Regions from separate parts of the Cricetulus griseus genome. Here region 2 is linked to region 1. A link is a contact called in public Hi-C data. All regions are on one chromosome and are shown on one strand. Each heading gives the region's core, a stretch centred on a gene start, on an enhancer-like site or on the middle of the called end of the contact. The rest is flanking DNA. Distances are from core to core; before and after follow the strand shown. Region 1 holds the start of Acad11 (acyl-CoA dehydrogenase family member 11). Region 2 has its middle 48 kb from the start of Ackr4.

The links. Hi-C and Micro-C count contacts between places; a contact is called where the count stands out from the background.
Region 2: a Hi-C map of fibroblasts shows a contact between it and region 1, with 2.2 times the contacts expected there. The contact joins the enhancer-like site here to the promoter of Acad11 in region 1. A contact is called at or near these places in 3 of 8 Hi-C or Micro-C datasets (the CHO-K1 cell line and fibroblasts).

What each region holds. Positions count from the first base shown.
Region 1 is chr4:212,316,815-212,319,679 of CriGri-PICRH-1.0, forward strand. It overlaps Acad11 (acyl-CoA dehydrogenase family member 11), which reads left to right and starts at 1,370. Exons shown (of 20, transcript XM_027414346.2): 1 at 1,370-1,644. The coding sequence starts at 1,502. It overlaps Uba5 (ubiquitin-like modifier-activating enzyme 5), which reads right to left and starts at 871. Exons shown (of 13, transcript XM_027414348.2): 1 at 575-871. The coding sequence starts at 717.
Region 2 is chr4:212,405,364-212,408,228 of CriGri-PICRH-1.0, forward strand. No RefSeq gene overlaps it. Among named protein-coding and RNA genes, the nearest start is that of Ackr4, 48 kb to the left of the region's middle. Within about 2 kb of position 1,433, at least 1 of the 6 cell types and tissues checked has open chromatin away from gene starts, as enhancers often do. A contact at or near this core is called in fibroblasts, where this site is marked.

The DNA of each region.
Region 1 (2,865 bases), core at 120-2,619:
GACCTTCCCTTAACCACAGCTCTGTATTCCCCCTCATAAATCACTCAGCCCTTTTAAGGAGAGCAAAGGACAGGAGTAAGCCGGCCTAGCAAAGTCGATAGTCAGAGATGTTCCTGAGCTCCCTGGTCACTAACTCTCCCTCGCCCTGCTTCATCTAAGTTACACAGAAAGGCCTTTCAGAAACTGTGTCTATCATTCGCAGCTTCACATAAGATGCTATGTTATGACAGAGTTTACTGGCAATCAGCCTTATGCAGAGCAAGGTAGACTACATAGACAAGGGTAACAGGAAACTGGGCACAGGCCAGTGGGCACAAGAGCTGCACCATATGGATGCCTGGCTTGGATTTTTTTATTAAAATAAAATATCATTTTTCCTGTTTGCAAGTGGAAGGGGTCTCACTACACAGCCCAAGTTGGTTTAGGGCTCATTATGTAGCCCAGGCTGGCCTGGAACTCGCGGCACGCCCCCCCCACCCACTCCCCCACCTCACCCTACCGAATGCTGGCATCAACCACGAGCCACTACGCTCGGCAAGGATTATCTTCTGACTCCACAGCAAGAAAGGATCACCTGTAGGGATTGGAGTCCACCACCTCGGAGCTCATCTTCTCGATGCGGGTCCGGCCGCCCGCGGCCTGCCGGCTTCTCTCCCGGGCGAGTTCTTGCTCCAGCTCCTCAACCCGCTGCCGCAGCTGCTCCACCGACTCGGCCATGGCTGGGCCCCCGCCGGCCGCCGCTCCCAGCCTGGGCCTCCGTCGCCGCCGCCGCCCCACGCTGCTCCGATGGACCCACGAAGAGCAGGCTAGGGACTAGGTGCAGCCTTCCGGATGCCGACAGCCGGGGAAGACGCTGCAGGCATCCCAGAGAGACACGTCTCCGCCACGCCCGCCGGTCTTCCGGCGCGCCACTTCCGGTGCTTCACCGCCATGGCTCCCCTTGACCAAAACGCTCCTCAAGACAGTTCTTCTCTAGAACCGCTAAGCCAGGTCGCAGCAGGGCCAGCGTCGCGTGTGTCCAGATCAGGATGACAGCCACTCTGCCTTTCTAACCTAGGAGGCCGTGAGGAACACCGAGGTCTTTTACTCCCGGACCCAGGGTCCTGGCGGACCCTCTTCATAACCGGACCTCACAGGCCTTCCGCCTGATGCGTCGTTGACACTAGGGTGGCTGATATGTCTTCACTCGCCCGAGTGGCGTTTGTGACCTTGTTTTTCTATTAAAATCGAGACACACACACCCCTGCAGCTCTGACGCTGATAGAGAATTCTAAGTTGGGGCCCACAGCAGGCGCTCCCTTCGTTTCTCCGCCAGAGCCCAGGTCACCACGCTCAACCTTGCCCGCACAGCTTAGCAGCGCCTCGCAGAGTCCAGGCGATTGGCTGCCGCTAAGCCCCGCCTTGGCCACGCCTCCAAGCTCTGTGTTGTTTCTGCCTCCGTGCAGTCTCTGTGTCCTCTGTGGATTCTTCATCTCTGTACCCTGGGACAGCAGTGGCAATCATGGAGAGGAATGTCACCAGTGACACCGTGGAAGTGTTACCCCAGCACAAGTTCGACATCAGGTCCCTGGAGGCCTACCTGAATCAGCATTTGCCTGGCTTTGGGTCACATCCCCGGGCTGTGCTGACCGTAACTCAATACAGGTATCTATCGTAGTCTTCGCCTCCAGCTGGAGCAAGTCTGTGCTTGGTGCTTTTCTTTTTCTTCTTCTAGCCCTGGGTAGGTTTCGCATTTGCCATTTGCGATTTGTTACCATGCAAGGACACTTCCTGTATTGCTTGTCCTTGACTCCCAGGCTAGTTTGAATTAGAGAGCAGTAGTAGAAGCTCAGTGCCCATTATGCAATGCAATCTTTTTTTTTTTTTTTTTTTTTTTTGGTTTTTCGAGACAGGGTTTCTCTGTGTAGCTTTGGAGCCTATCCTGGCACTAGCTCTGGAGACCAGGCTGGCCTCGAACTCACAGAGATCCGCCTGCCTCTGCCTCCCGAGTGCTGGGATTAAAGGCGTGCGCCACCAACGCCCAGCTATGCAATACAATCTTTTTAAGGACTAAAATCATTTGCCTAATTCACTGAGATGAATGAAGCTGGACACTTTTGGAAAAATAGATGCCTTCCGTGACCTTTTGTGCTACAATCTGAAGATATTTTCTGAAGGGCTGGTGGCATTTTGTTTAATTGACCTTAGCTGCCTGCAGCTAGGTTAATAACACTACCTGAAGTATACAAATTCAGATTCTAGCCTTTCCACTTAGCCATATTAAGCACCACTTTAGGCCCAAGTTCTATAAGCAAGGAAATTAAACTGGATGAGATGACCCTGAGAGTACCTGTCTCCTCTGACATGTGAATCTGACTTAAATTTGATGTTTTGCAATAGTTTTTCATTTTTATATGGTTGCAGTATAAAACCATTTATAAAACCATTTTGGTTTTATACAGTCCCAGTAAACTGTGGCTGGCCTTTCTATCTGGGGGTTTAAGTGTAACATAAATTCTGGGACCAAAGTTTCTTTCTTGTAACATTTGCCTGTTCCCATTAGTCTTGATAAGGAAATTAAGTAATGCAGGTGAAAGGACTTAAGCATTGAAATATCTGTGTGGAGATGGAGTCTTTCACTTCTGAAAATAATGCTTTGTGCTATAAACAGACTAAAACAGATCAAAGTTCAGATGTTAATGGTTAGTCCACTTCATGTGGAATTTGGCCAGCTTGTGATTTGAGCATCCCATCCTGCTTTGGGACAAAGGTTATATATCCTCAGGCTACTGTGGTCCTGTGTTGATTTAAAAATAATTCTGAATTAAGTTATGTTCACCACAATCATGCTCAAAAAATGAAACTAGTTGCGATAAAGAAATTACT
Region 2 (2,865 bases), core at 183-2,682, 89 kb after region 1:
TTATGTCCTGGGCCAGCGAGACAGCTCAGCAGATAAAGGGGATGACTGCCACAAGGCCTGATTGTCTGAGTTTGATCCCTGGGACTCTTGTGGTAGAAGGAGAGAATCAAGTGAAAGCTGTCCTGAGATCTCCAGTTGAGTGCCATGGTACACACATGGGCATAATAACAAGCACATTAAATAAATATGTTGGGGAAACACACAGAATCAGTTGACTTGAGCTAGTGAGAGACTACTGAGTCAGGTCTGACAAATGGGGAACCTGCCTAAGACTGAACTAGACTCCCTTAATATAGGTGTGACTGGGACAATATATGAGACCACTGGCAGTGGGTCCAAGATCTAACACTAATGCAGAAACTGACTTAGTGGAGCCCATTCTACATGGAGAGATACCTTGCTCAGCCTAGACACAGGGATGTGGGGTTGGGGAGATGCCTTGGTCCTGCCTCAATGAGATGATGGGACAGACTTAGTAGACTTCCTAGGGAGGCCTTACCCTCTCCGAGGAGCAGATGGGGTGTGTGGGGGGGAGTGGGAGGAGAGCAGGGAGGGGTAACTGGGATTTGAATGTAAAAAATAAATAAAAAAGAAATAGTTTAAAAATTATAAACCTTTTTAACTTTGAGAACAAAAGAATTCTGCTTCCCAAAGTGGCATCCTGCTGTCTGGAGGATAAAAATATTTTTCTCTGAATGATGGATTCCACTTTCTGTGTGCTGTTCTCCCTTTGCTGCCCCAGCAGGCCCTTCCTGTTTGGCCCCAGTCACATTCATGCTCTCAGGCTGGAAGATTACACCTGTCAGCACTTACACCAGGGTCTCACTGCCACCATGTTCCACCCTGCCTTTAGGAAAGTCCCTGCTGCAGGAAGGGTGTGGCTATCACTCAGTTCTCTATCTACCGATAATGGCTTCTGCTCCCAGCTCCATTGCTCGGAACTCTGACCTCGCCTTGATCCTCCACGGCTCACAAGACAGGTTCATGCTCAGTCTTAATCTTGACACTGCCTGGAACTCATTCCATTTCCTGCCTTGGGATGCTGAGAAATTTGAGAGATGCATATGAAAGGAACTTGTGGATCACGTAAAATAACCTATGACTGGCGCTTGAGCAAAAACTCTAATCAAAGTGATTTTCCTGAATTTAGGCAAAATTAAATATTTATAGAATTACTTCCATCTGACCTTTCCTTTTAAAGGCAAATGACTCATTCTTCCAGTGACTCAAACCACATCTCCATAAACTGCTCTTTGAAACAAAACAGAACCAATAAAACCTAAGGGGGCAAAGCTCCTTTTTTCTTTGTGCAGCAGCCATGGAGTGAGGCAATGTTCTTTGCCAGGACTATGCTTTATGTACACTATCCTGAACAACTGAAAACTCCTGCATGCTATGATAACCACATAATTCTGTGATAGAAACCGCATGCCTTTGCAATGTCAAAAATGTCGTCATTCTTATTTGTGTATGTAACCAGGCTTTCCGTGACCAGTCCTGGGTTTCTTATACAAACAACAGCAATGTATGTATCCTCTTTTATAAGCTCTATAGTAAAAATGTTTCTAACTTGCCACTCCCATTTCCTCCACACTGTGCTGTGACCTACCTGAGTCTCTGAATTAAAACAGTTAGTGGATATCTGTTAATGCAAATGTGAAGTTCTTTGTTTTCTAAAATGAATAAGTATTAAAAAAAAACACACCTTGTAAGCCCAGGGGGAATGCAAAGGAACTGGAGACCTCTCAGATATTTCTGCTAGTGAGGGAGAGACTGTTCCCTGATGTAATGGTTTTAATTGTCTACTTGACACATTAGAGTCACCTTGGGAGTTTCAGTGAGGGATTGTCTAAATCAGGTTGACCTGTGGACAAGCCTGGAGATTGTTTTAATTAAGTCAAATAATGTGGGAAGATCCAGCCCACTATGGGCAACACCATTCTTTAGGCAGGGGTGGGGCATAGGTCCTGAACTGTATAAACATACCCACTGGGAGTTTATGAATTAGGCACAGTAAGATTGATAGTTATAATATACTCTGATAAATGTTGTGAATATGGTCACTCATAAAATATTGTACTGTTTTAGCTTTTCACTTAGAGCAGTGGTTCCCAATCTGTGGGTTGAGGCCCCTTTGGGTCGAATGACCCTTTCTCGCTGTGGTTGCATATCAGATATTTACATTTCAATTCGTAACAGTAGCAAAATTACAGTTACGAAGTAGCAACGGAGTAATTTTATGGCTGGGGGTCAGCACAACATGAGAAACTATATTGACGTGTCACCACAAGAGGATACACTGTGGATATTCTAGCTGAGGGATGAATCCCACTCAGGGGTAGAAGAGTAGAGGGGCTTGAGACTTTACTGTGTAAAATGTTTTATTTTATTGTCTACTCAACCTGATCAAGAATCACCAAAAAGAAAGGCCTGTGTGGGATTTTTCAAGTTCAGGTTAATTAAAATAGGAAGGCCAGATGGAACTATGGAAGGCATCACTCCATGGACTGGGATTCTAGACTGCACAAAAAAGATGAGAGCGAGAGAGCATCAGCATGTGTTGCTCTCTGCTTTCAGTTTTGGACACAATGTGACTTATGTCCTCCAAGGCTCAGCCAAGACAAACCCTGCTGTAAATGCTCTGGTGAATTATTTTGTCACAGAGACAAGAAAAGCAACTACTGTAATATATCATGTAGCTCTGAAAGGAATGTGATTCAAAACTGACTTGTTTATTTCTGTAACTTTCCATTTAGTATTGCTGGGTCACAGTGATTGAAACGGTAGATAAGGTGGGCCTACTTTCTAAGAGGCCATACATGCCCTCCCAAAACTCAAACAGTTAAGTTCCAAGTTAAGTTTCTT